Linked DNA regions of Oryctolagus cuniculus: region 2 is linked to region 1. The links are chromatin contacts, called in public Micro-C maps. All regions are on one chromosome and are shown on one strand. Each heading gives the region's core, a stretch centred on a gene start, on an enhancer-like site or on the middle of the called end of the contact. The rest is flanking DNA. Distances are from core to core; before and after follow the strand shown. Region 1 overlaps RAD51B (RAD51 paralog B). Region 2 overlaps RAD51B (RAD51 paralog B).

Evidence for each region. A called contact is a pair of places that touch in the nucleus more often than the background predicts.
Region 2: a Micro-C map of ear pinna shows a contact between it and region 1, with 2.7 times the contacts expected there. The contact joins two enhancer-like sites. A contact is called at or near these places in 3 of 6 Hi-C or Micro-C datasets (ear pinna, embryonic fibroblasts and skin fibroblasts).

Annotation. Positions count from the first base shown.
Region 1 is chr20:14,006,095-14,012,059 of mOryCun1.1, forward strand. All of the region lies in intron 7 of RAD51B (RAD51 paralog B), which reads left to right. Among named protein-coding and RNA genes, the nearest start is that of RAD51B, 290 kb to the left of the region's middle. Within about 2 kb of position 2,462, at least 4 of the 8 cell types and tissues checked have an H3K27ac peak or open chromatin away from gene starts, as enhancers often do. A contact at or near this core is called in ear pinna, where this site is marked.
Region 2 is chr20:14,096,188-14,102,152 of mOryCun1.1, forward strand. All of the region lies in intron 7 of RAD51B (RAD51 paralog B), which reads left to right. It overlaps LOC103351641 (a long non-coding RNA gene), which reads right to left. Exons shown (of 3, transcript XR_007911782.2): 2 at 2,383-2,539. Among named protein-coding and RNA genes, the nearest start is that of RAD51B, 380 kb to the left of the region's middle. Within about 2 kb of position 2,309, at least 3 of the 8 cell types and tissues checked have an H3K27ac peak or open chromatin away from gene starts, as enhancers often do. A contact at or near this core is called in ear pinna, where this site is marked.

The sequences.
Region 1 (5,965 bases), core at 1,212-3,711:
GGACATACACGCATCATGAGATACTATTTGTTCAGGGTACTGCTCCCCAACAGGGATGAAATCTTGTCATCTGTGATAACTTGGAGGTCATTATGTTAGGTGAAAGGAGCCAGACAAGGAGTGACGGGTAGTATGAGATCTGTCTCATAAGTAAATCTCAAAGACTGAGCTCATGGCAATAGAGAATGGAATGGTAGTTATCAGAGGCTGGGGAGAGCAGGGGATTCATTGGCAGGAGGAAGAAACATTGATTAACGGTATTGAGTTGTAGTTAGATTGGGGAAACAAGTTCTGTGTTTGGTTGTATAGTGGAGTAACTATAGATAGCCATAGTGTACTTTACTTTTTTTTATAATTTTTTTTAATTTGACAGAGTTACAGACAGTGAGAGAGAGAGAGACAGAGAGAAAGGTCTTCCTTCTGTTGGTTTGCCCCACAAATGGCCGCTGGGGCCGGCACTGTGCCGATCCGAAGCCAGGAGCCAGGTGCTTCCTTCTGGTCTCCCATGCAGGTGCAGGTGCCCAAGCACTTGGGCCATCCTCCACTGCCCTCCTGGGCCACAGTAGAGAGCTGGAATGGGAGAGGAACAACCGGGACTAGAACCCGGTGCCCATATGGGATGCCGGCACTGCAAAGCGGAGGATTAACCAAGTGAGCCACGGCGCTGGCCCCACTATACATTTTTAAAATGAAAAACTAGGAGGCCAGGAAGGGGAACTTTGAATGTTTTTATCAAGAAGAGATGATTGATGTTTAAAGAGTTGATACTGATGTTCTCCCCAAATTGAACATCGCAGAATGTATACATGTATTGAGAGACCACATAGAAACTCATAAATATGTGCAACTTTTGTGTATCAGATACAAATAAGAAAAAATTAAAATATTTATGTCATATTTGTTGCACAAAATAAAATATATAGGCATGTAGGTCTAATAAAAATTCTTAAAAGAACAAGGTTGGTGGCCGGTGCCATGGCTCACTAGGCTAATCCTCTGCCTGCGGCGCCAGCCCAGTGGGTTCTAGTCCTGGTCGGGGCACCGGATTCTGTCCTGGTTGCCCCTCTTCCAGGCCAGCTCTCTGCTGTGGCCAGGGAGTGCAGTGGAGGATGGCCCAAGTGCTTGGGCCCTGCACCCCATGGGAGACCAGGAGAAGCACCTGGCTCCTGGCTTTGGATCAGTGCGGCAGCCATTGGAGGGTGAACCAACAGCAAAGGAAGACCTTTCTCTCTGTCTCTCTCTCTCTCTCACTGTCCACTCTGCCTGTCCAAAAAAAAAAAAAAAAAAAAAGGTTGGGCATTTGGCTTTGTGGTTAAGTTGCCAGTTGGGATGCCTGGATCCCATGTTGGAGTGCCTACTTTGAGTCCACGATCTGCTCCTTATTCAAGCTTCTGGTCATTGCACACCCTGGGAGGGAGAAAGTGATGGCTCAAGTGGCTGGGTCCCACCACCCATGTGGTAGGTGAGTTCCTGGGTCCTGAACAGCTATGGCTATTGGGAGAATTTGGAAAGTGAACAAGTAAATGGGAGCTCTCTTGCTCTCTCTTTCTGCCCTCCATCCCACCTATCAAATAAATAAAATAAATAAAAACTTTAAATTGTTAGTTTATACTGAACAGATTTTTATTGTTAAATTAAATAATCAAGCCCCAAAGCCATTTTTTTCCTCATCTTCAGAGGCAAAATATGGTTGATGGGAAAGGTTCATGTATTTTCATGTTTGAATCCAGCGTGATAAAGTCAAAGAGAAATTGGGAAATAATTAATTTATCTGTAGCTTTCCATATACCACAAAAAATCCTAACTCTACCACTTAAAATTTCTTTGTTTCTGCAAGATGACAATGATTTTTTTTGTAATTTTAGAGGCTTTTTATTTAAAAAGATCACTTGAAATATTATGGATTCATCCTATTCTCTAAGAACTGGTGGCTAAAGCAGTTTCTTCTAGAATTGTATAGTACACTATAATAGGGACTTTTTAGCATGTCAGAGATCCTAAAAAATCTATACAATTCAAGCCATTCATTTTTAAATTTCAAAACATCTCCTGGAGATATCCTATTGGTGCCTTTTTTTTAAGCTTTTATAGATGAGGGAACAGGTATAAAAAGATGGATGCTTCTGCCTTGTGTCATTCAAGAAACAGAAATTCAATGCACATATCGCATCGTTCTTGTATTGAAACTCTTATGAGGACTATCCTTTGTGTCTATGTGAAATTATTACTGTTTCCCACTGACAGCTTCAAGGTTTGCCTCAATAACAGCAATGCTTATTTTTCACAACTCTTTGGAACTAAATAGGCTAGTCTAGCCTAGGCAAAATTGGTGCAAGCCCTGGGTGAGTTCTCTCAGGGGTTGGCAGTAGGGGGCTGAGCTCTCCCACTGCCTCGCTCTTGGCAGAGAATTTCATTCTTCTTAATCCTCCCTCCACCCCCAATTTTCTCCCACCTGAACTAATATTTGCCACCTCTCTCCTCAGAGGGTTGTCATGACTACTGATGAGTTCATGTTGATAAAATATCCTGGCCTTTCTGGAAGAAAGGTTTTAGAGAGGTGCACAAACAGCGCTGGCCCCAACACCAGTCCTGAGCCACAGGAGTGGGCACTGGGCAGCCTTGGATCAGGTTAACCAGATCCCTGATTGTGATCCACGGCAGCCTTGAGAGTGCACATCTGGTTTGAGATGTTGGAAGCCAGGTAATCCTTATAGCAGCCACGCAGTAATGTCTCCTCACTGCTTCTGTTTCCTGCTAATCTGAGGAGCAGCAGATGCCTCGCTTGGAAACCCTCCCAGAGGGTTGGCATGCCATGCTGATTATCTCACTAAGCCCTAAATTTTTCCTGCAGAAAAAATCTCTTGAAAGGCTATTCCAAAATATGACAGTGAGAGGTCATGACAGATAATCAGATCAGTTTATGAAAAGTTAAGGATGAGTCATGTCACTCCTAAAGGGGTTGGCACCAATTTATTACACAAAACCCAACACCGAAGGAAGAAAAAGCCTTTAGCCTCATTAAGGAACCCAGACAAAAATCCCACTTAATCCATCTTGCTTTTCCTTTTCCTCCAATTCAGCTGGTGTGCAGGTGTAGGGCCACTTGGCAGAAGCTTTGAACATTTGGAGAAGGGAGTCATTACTGAAAGTCACTGACACACACTTCCCTTGGAATGCTGCTGATGTCATGGAAAACCAGGACCTTAGCAATAACCCCTAACAACCAGAGCTACAGTAAACAGTAAATGTTACCTCCACCAAGGCATTGGGTTTTAAAGAGTTTTAACAGGCAAGGGCTTGCCAGCCACAACTCATAAAAATGTTCTTATAATTCTACCCTACTCTCTGAAAGCGCTGGGTAACTTGCTGAGGTTTCCCTGCCACTTGGAGATGCAAAGCCAGATTCGCATCAGTTTCAAGGTCCACTAATCAGAATTTAGAGCATTTCTTTTGCAGTCTTCTTCATACCCCCTCCGCAGCCCATGGGGTTAGGTCTGGTAGATTTAACACCTTTGCAAATAAGTCTCTTGTCTTACTGAGTTGCTTCAATTTCTGCTGATGGGGTGAATTGATGTGCTAGATTTTGCCTGGTGTTTTATTAGTCTAGTGATTAACCCAATCTGGTTAATTGGTAGTCTTCAATCTGTACATTACATTCTAACCATTTTTAAACAGTTGGGCCAAAGTGACATCCTAGAGTTGAAACTCCAGACTAAGAGCAGATCCAGAAAACAAGTGTTTGCTACCACCATGTAAAACAGTTCAGAAAACAGCTCCAGATAGCAAGAGCAGGCACAGCAATCAAAAGGTGTGGGAGCGTTTTCTCCCAGAGTAAGCTGACTTTGAGTAGAAAAGATTGATCGGCTATTTCTTCATAAACCAAACCCAGCGTGGCTTTATTTAGACCTGTCCACGCTGTGGGAAGAGGTAGAAGGCTAGCAGTTCTTTTAGAAGGCATTGTCAAGGTGACTGTATTGTTTGTCATCAAAGCTAGGATACTTTTGAGAATGAATGGGCTCTGTTACTAATCATTAGCTCTGCTACAATAGGAATTAGCTGTGACTGTCCCTAGCAAATGGGGCATATGGCTACCCTCATCATTGTGCCAAAACCTTCCCAGCCCAAACTCTTCACAATGCCAGAGAGACTGGACCCATTCACACAACCCAGTTTGTCTCAGTTACAAGAAAACAAGTCCATTTGGGTTGATGAACTCTGTTACTACAAGATATTTTAAAAACCTCAGAAAAAATAAGTTTGAATTCATACTCTCCCCAGTTTTGTGCATTGTTATGATTCTTAAATTGTGGTCTGGGGACTCCCAGAAAGAGTCTTTGAAGGATTTTGAAAGGTCACATTATTTTCATCATCATCATCATCAAACATTATTTTCCCTTTTCATTCTCTTTTTCTTACATCATGTACCACTGTAACACCTTGAAAGCAGAACCACATATCAGAATCCGGCTATCAGTATTTATGAAAGCAGATATTAAGGAGATTTCCAAGAATATAAAACAATGGTTTTTCTCACTAATGTTTATTGTTTTAGAAAATACAGTTCTTTTTAAATAAAAATGTTATTTATGATAAGATGTTCTAGGTTTATTAGCGTTTTTTTTAAATGAATTAAATGCTTTAAAAATCCATTGGTTTTCACATCTAATATAGTAAACATAACTTTCATAAATAAGAGCTCTGCAGAGCCTATATAATTTTTGAGAGCAAAAAGGGGTCCCAAGCCACAAGGTTTGAATACTGCTCCTCGAGTTCTTTCTGTCTCCCTGGGAGGGAATATGTTGGTGAATCGAGATGATCAACCCCCTAATACGAGAGACCAGCTTTTTCATGACTGTGTCTGCTGTGGTACCTGGAGAAACGTCTTGTCCATGCTTGGTGCCTGCATGAATACGAGTAGATGAGGCTCCTGGGGTGACTCTGGAATGTGTTCTCTGGTCTGGGCGTTACATCAGCATTATTATTTGCTTTGTTTCAAACCTTTATCTTTTAATAGTTACTGAGTTCCAGTACTCTTTGTTAATCTTATTTCGACATAACAATAATGATGTCATTTTCTTTGGAAAGTTTTATGGAAAAAAAAATCAAAAGAAAACATAGCGAGTGATTTTTGTCCTTCCTCTCCGGTTCATCTTCGGTTTGCTTTCCCATGGGCTTGGCCAGTGCCTTCGTCACTGCGCTGACTGCCCTAGGTTGCTCTATGCACGTTGCGGTTTCTCCCGGTTGATGTTGGGTACCTTTATTTCAGAGACAGAGTCTTTAATCTCCTTGTACCAGAATTAGAGGTCCCCGCTTATCTCAGAGCGTATGTTCCAAGATGTTCCATTGATGCCTGATACTGCAGATGACCCTGGTACTGAAACCCTCGAGTGTGTGTGTGTGTGTGTGTGTGTTCCTGTGCAGCCATACCTATGATAAAGTTTAATTTATAAAGTAGACATAGTAAGAGATTAATAACAATATATAGTAAAAAAGTAGAACAGTTATAATAATATACTGTAATAAAAGTTATTTAAAATTTATGTATTGTTTATTTCTGGAATTTTCCACGTAACATTTTTGGACTGTGGTTGAGCAATAGTAACCATATAAGTGGAAAGCAAAACTGCAGTTAAAGGGGGAACTACTGTAGCGTTTGGTAAAGATGTTAAAGAATATATGTTAGGTTGAAATGTACATAAGGATGGAAAAGTTAGGTAATTTAGCTAGTGTTGTTTTTTTAATGTCATAAAATATGGTTTCCATAGTACTGAACCAAAGGTGTTTTGGAGTAAAAGAAGCCACAGTTTGAGAAAAGAAGATAATTGCTTTATGGCCTTGCAGATAAACCAGTGTATATTCCCCTACCCGTCTACACTATAAACTCCTCTTCAGAGTTAGGATCCTTGAAGCTCTTGGAAGGCTGCCTTTTCTGAGTTTGTGCTTTCCCTTGATATCAGAGTGTTCT
Region 2 (5,965 bases), core at 1,059-3,558, 90 kb after region 1:
CAGGGCCAGCCTTGTGGCATAGCAGGTAAAGCTGCCATCTTTGACACCTACATCCCATATGGAATGCTCCACTTCCAATCCAGCTCCCTGCTAATGGCCTGGGAAAAGCAGCAGAGGCTGACCCTAGTGTTTGGGCTTCTGCCACCCACATGGGGAACCCAGATGAAGTTCTTAGCTGCTGGCTTCATCCTGGCCCAGCCCTGGCTGTTGTGGCCAGCTGGGGAGTGAACCAGCAGATGGAAGACCTCTCTCTTTCTCTCTCTCTCTCTCTCTCTCTCTCTGTGTGTGTGTCTCCCCTTTCTCTCTGTAACTCTGACTTTCAAATAAATAAATCTTTAAAAAATAAAAAAAATAATGATCCACATCCCCCTAGGAGGGTTCTTGACTGTGATTTCAGCATTCTTTTTGTCTCTAATGCCTTATAGAATTGAAGTCAGTAATTAGCAAAGAGCATCTTTGATTATTGTAGTTGCCTGCAGTAGAATGCCTCTTAAAAATCACTTGAATAAGATAAAATCACCGTCAGCCTCAGCATCATCAAAATGTGGGCCAGTCATTAGCAGTGAAGGGTCAGAAGAGCGTCCTGGCCACTTTCTCACTTGTGGCTGTATAGACTGACAGGATTTGAGTCTTTGAGGGCTTGACTGGAGCGAGTGACTTCAAAGGCTTTGGCAAGAGGGATATTTCTGCTTCTATAGGCTGAGGGATTTGTAACAAGAAGCCATATTGTGGGGAGCAGATTGTAACAACAAGGGGGTTTTCAATGAGGATGCACGTTGATCTGGAATGTTTTCTCATCTGTGTTCACTCATCCCTGGATATCTTCCCTTCGTGCTCTCTTTTTCAAGTGGATGACCAGCTGCGTGCCACCTTTCTCTTCCTCTTGGCCTCTGTTCCTGATTCTTTCTCTCCCCGAGCCACTCCGCTTGCCTCCCTCCAGTCCTGTGTTTTTCTAAATCTTTTTCATCTCCCCTTTCTTTTCCTCCTGTGGTTGATTCATCTGTAGCTTCTGTTCCTCTTTCCTCAAATTCCCTTCCTTTTCCCTTCTTCTCTGAACTACCATTTGACTCTCCGCTGCCACCCAGGCATCTTCTCTCTTCTGCTGTTGAGCCTCAGTGTGCCTGACCTATGTGCCAAAAGGCAGGATCCCCAGGCCTCCTCCATGCCATTGCAGTGAAATGCAGCAGCTGTCTTTGCCCAACAAGAGATAAAGAACCCCAGCAGTGGCTGTTTGCATATGTCTGTTCCTGTGGGTTCATGAGACTTGAGACAGATGACAGTGTTCCCTGAAAGGAGAGGGACTTCTATCCCTTCAGGTCAGGAAGAGAATTGAGCAGAGAGCTTTGCCTAAGCTTATTTCTTTATTAAGTTTGTGGGCAAGAACCTAAGATGTTATATAAGGAAAATAGCTGATATTAAAGAGAGAAATGGAGACAGGAGACCAATAAACAATCAGGCACTAGATATCCTGCTGACACATTATTGATAGCAGACACGAGGAATGTATTATAAATGCAATGATAGAACAGAAAGCGGCACTAGGATAGAAAGAAGTGGTAATAAAATCCAAGTGATTCATATGTTTAAATGAAAGAAGAAAGAGAGCAGTGCACTTCATGCAAAAGGGCAAGAGAATGGAAGCAGAGGCGTAACTGGTGGAGAAAAATGAAACAGAAATACAGGAAGCCCTCACATCGATAAAACAGTACCTGTCAAACAACAAACAAAGGAAAATGCAACCACGCTGCTCAGATGCATCACCTGTAGTACTTCGGGTGTAAACAGTGGTATAATACTAGAGTAATGTCTTAAAGACATCAGCCGTCAAGTCTCCCAAAAAGGGAATGGTAAGAATTGGATTAGATGAAGTAAGGAAAATGCTACGTGACGCACATCTGAAGGGGGAAAGGGGATTTTCAAAGGCACTGGCAGGGTAGCAACTGGCACGGAAGAAAAGCAAGATGGTGCTGCCTACCCCGAGTGCTGGGAGACCAAGCTGGCCTGAGAAACAGCAGACCCACCTAACTGTTTGCCAAGTACTGTGCTAGGCGCTTTGCATTCACTTCTAATTTAAGCCTCACATACGTAAAAGTGAAGCCAAAGACTGAGAATGATATCCATGGGGAGGAAAAAGCAAAGGGAATTTTCTGAGCCACTTCCAAAGTCACGAGGCTCAGGGGGAATAACTTTGATTTTGTCAAGTCAGAGTGAGCAGCCAAAGGCAGCAGACATAGGATATTGTCAGAGGTAAATCACCCAGCTCGGTCTGTTCTGTCTTATTGCAAGGTCATAGGACCACGGCAAGCCAGCCAAATGTTTCAGCTATGGAAATCCCCTAACTTTCCAACTGCTGCGGTCCCACAGCTCTGAGCTTTTACTCACAGGATGGCTCTCGTCCAGCTTTCAAATCTCTCCAAGTTGATTAATCATTTTCTTGTTCTGACTCATTCAGGCCTCGAGAAAATAGCTGTGGGTTCTGGATAGGCTGTGTAGATCAAGGAGGTCAGATAAATGGCTTGATGTTGGTCTGTAGAAAAACCTAGAAAATAATGCCAGAAAGCTTTTTAAGCCCACCGTCCTTACATACTAGTAAGTGGCTTGTGAGTGTGTGTGGGGCAGAATATTTCACAGGCGTTAGCAAACGTGGGCCTATGTGTGTATTATCCTTCGTAGTGTAAGATTAGGTATTCTAAAAGGTCTACTGTATGGTGACAGCTACTTTTAAGTCAGTTTAGCTAGACTATGGGCTGGATCATAAGCCTCTACCAATAGTATCAGCAAGCCATATGCAGTGCTGAGTATTTACCAGACACTGTTTGCAGGACTGAAGGGACAGCCCTGATTGTCTAAGTCAAGGCCGTATATTGCAGATTACATCTTTTGAGGTCAGGCTAACAATCCTCATAGTTTGTTATAGTTTATTACAGAAGAAGTGTTCACATTTAGATTCTTCATTATGCTTTTAAGTCACACTGGAAAGTCTTGTCATGCTTTAATCTCATGGTGTATGCACTGAATTCATGGACACTGATGAAGTACCCTAGTGCAAATCATTGAGATAAAGTAGTAAATAAGAAAGCACCCCAGACATTGTATTAGCCACTGTGTTAGTGCTTCGTGATTGGTATGAGCAAAATACTTAGGAAAACACATGAGAAGCAACAAATATTTCTACAAAGGAGATGAGGAAACTTTTGGGTTGGAACTCGTAGAATATAAAGTGTTTTCCAGATTGACAAGGGAGGGAGGAACATCATCAATACAGGAACAGCATACGCAAATGCAAAGAGGTGTGGAAAGAGTAGTGTGTTCAAGATAAAGTAAGACATTTCTTAAGGACTTTTGGCAAAAAATGAGGCTCTATCAGTTAGTTGAAGTCGAAATTGTGGTGGACCTTGCATTACCTGCCAAGGCCTTACTCTGTAAGACTGAAAGGGCTTATGGAGGTTCTAAAGAGAGTTATTTCATTTGATTACATTTTCAAAAGGAGAATTCTGATGATAACATCGGGTGGGAGAAAAGGATCACGCGGAGACCAGCTGGAAAGCTGCTGTGTGGTCTAGAAGTGGTACCAGGAGGGGAGAGGTGAAAGGACAGATTTGAACAGCGTTTGGGAGTTGGATGCAGGGGTTGACGTTTGGAGAATTACCCCACATAGGGACTGGGGTATTGGGTGGATCAGGATGCCTTCAAGAAATTCAGAGGACAAGCAGCCTTGGAGGAACTATAAGGTCACTGCATAACATGTTGAGCTTAAATTAGGATACTAATGAGATGATACATTCAGGAATAGAAGTCTAATAGGTGACCGTGGTATGAGTCAAGAAAGACAGCTAAGAAGTACCTAGAATCCTCCAAGTCAAGACAGTGGATTAGGTCAACCAGGCAGAAGAGAAGGGGGCCAGGGACAGTGGAGGGTATATTCCATCCATACTATCTATCAAAGAATCCATCATGCTGTGAATAGAGTTTTAGTGATCACCACCTGGTTGTTTGGTTACCATGTTTATTGTTTCTATAGCAGAGCACACTTAATGAGATTTGAAGTCTCGGTCCAAGGCTAGTAAGACGATGACCCTTCTAGGCTGTTACCTTTGTGCCTCCTTTGGGGAGGAGTAGGGGAATTGTTCTCTGAAACACATTAACACATGCTCCTGCTTAGCTCTCCCTGGCTGATCTGGATTCCCGACAACTGCTGACGCTATATAGATTTGCAGACGTCCACACAAAGGAGTGTCATTTGTATGCAGCCCCTTAACTGATTGTAACAATCTGTTCCTTAAGTCTCCTAGAGAACACACAAATTGATTCCCCAGTGCTTGTCCGTTTTCAAGGACACCTGTATGACCCTTCATCAAATCACCTATCCCCCTCCCCTTTTATTCACCTGCTATTTCAATTATGTGAACAGTAATGCGTCTGCCTCCAAAGTCCCTGTCCTGGGAAATTTCTTCATAAGAGAATTGTTGGGAAAATATTCAGCTGTGCAGCCAACTCCGGGATTTAAATCTCTTGCAGCCCGCAGAGCACCTGGATTCAAGTGTCTATTCCCTCCTGACGTTGGAAGAATGAGCTGCGTCTTGCCCTGAAGTTCATAAGCATATTGAGAGGCCATGAGTCTGTTTCCTCCCGCTGTTCACTGCAGCAATGAAAAATAAATGAACTCAGATAGTCCAGAGCCAGTGTCAGGTATCACCAGACGAGGCCTCACGGTGTTCTGGAACTTAGGAGCCTTTATGCACGCCTGTTGAGCAGGCTGCTGGAGCCCGCCTTCCTCACAGATGGGCACTTTCCTTTTGGGAGAATTGCGTTGTCCTGGCTCTGGCTCTACTTCCACGCTGCCCCTGCCTTCCAGTGCCTTTCACTGAAGAGCTCTGTGTATTTGTTATCGGATTGGGTTTTCTGGGTGGTGGAGGTTACCTAATGTTTAAAGCTTTCTGAGCCCCTTGAACGTATTTCACTTTATGTACTACAGTGTTCAGTAGACAAAGGAACCGCTGAGCCAACGCCAGCCCGTACTTACTACAGTATTGACCCTGGGTCATGTGCTAGCAGCCATGGGCGCTTCTACCTCACAGGCATGTTTTACTTGATTCTCCCAATGATGTCTTTAAAAAAAAAAAAGTACACACATGCATTCATGATTCAGTGTCACCATTTAAAAACAGAGAAAAGCCCAGGTTTCTGACTTCTCTTCAGGATTGGAAGAGATGTCAACATTGGTCCATAGTCTTGCAAAGTTACAAGTCTTAAACCTGAACAGCTGTAAAGGGTACACTGGACAAACATTTTTTCAATTGGCCAGTGTTCATTACCCTCTATTTTTCTTACATCAGACCCAACCTCATTCATATATGTTATATGTCTTGCCTCTGTAGTCTGTTTATAGGCTCTGGTAGCAGAATTATTTAGACACTTACAATTTTAAAATTTTGTTTATTTTGTTTTATTTGAGAGGCAGAGAGAAAGAGAGAGAGCGAGTGCAAATGAGCAAGCAAGCTTCTGTCTGCCGATTCACTCCCTAAATGCCTCCAAGAACCAGGGCTGGATCAGGCCGAAGCCAGGAACTGGAAACTCAGTCTAGAACCACATGGCCAGTAGGCAGCTGAATGCATGAGCCATCAGCACTGCTCCCAGGTGCACATTAGCAGGAACTGGAGTTGGAGGCGGAGCTGCAGCTTGAACCCAGGCACTCTGATGTGGGTTCTGTGTGTCCCATGAGGTTGCTCAACCGTTGTGCCACATACCTGCCCCAGCACTTCCAATTCAACGTGACATTTCCAAAACCTTGTGGATAGCCTTATTAAGATATAATTCACGTACCATAAAATTCACCTATTTAGAGTGCAATTCAGTGTTTTGTGTTTATTCAGAGTTGTGCTGCTATTGCTACAGTTCTATTTTAAAACATTTTTACCCCAAAAAGAAATCATGCGCCCATTAGCAGGAACTCCCTGTTTCTAAC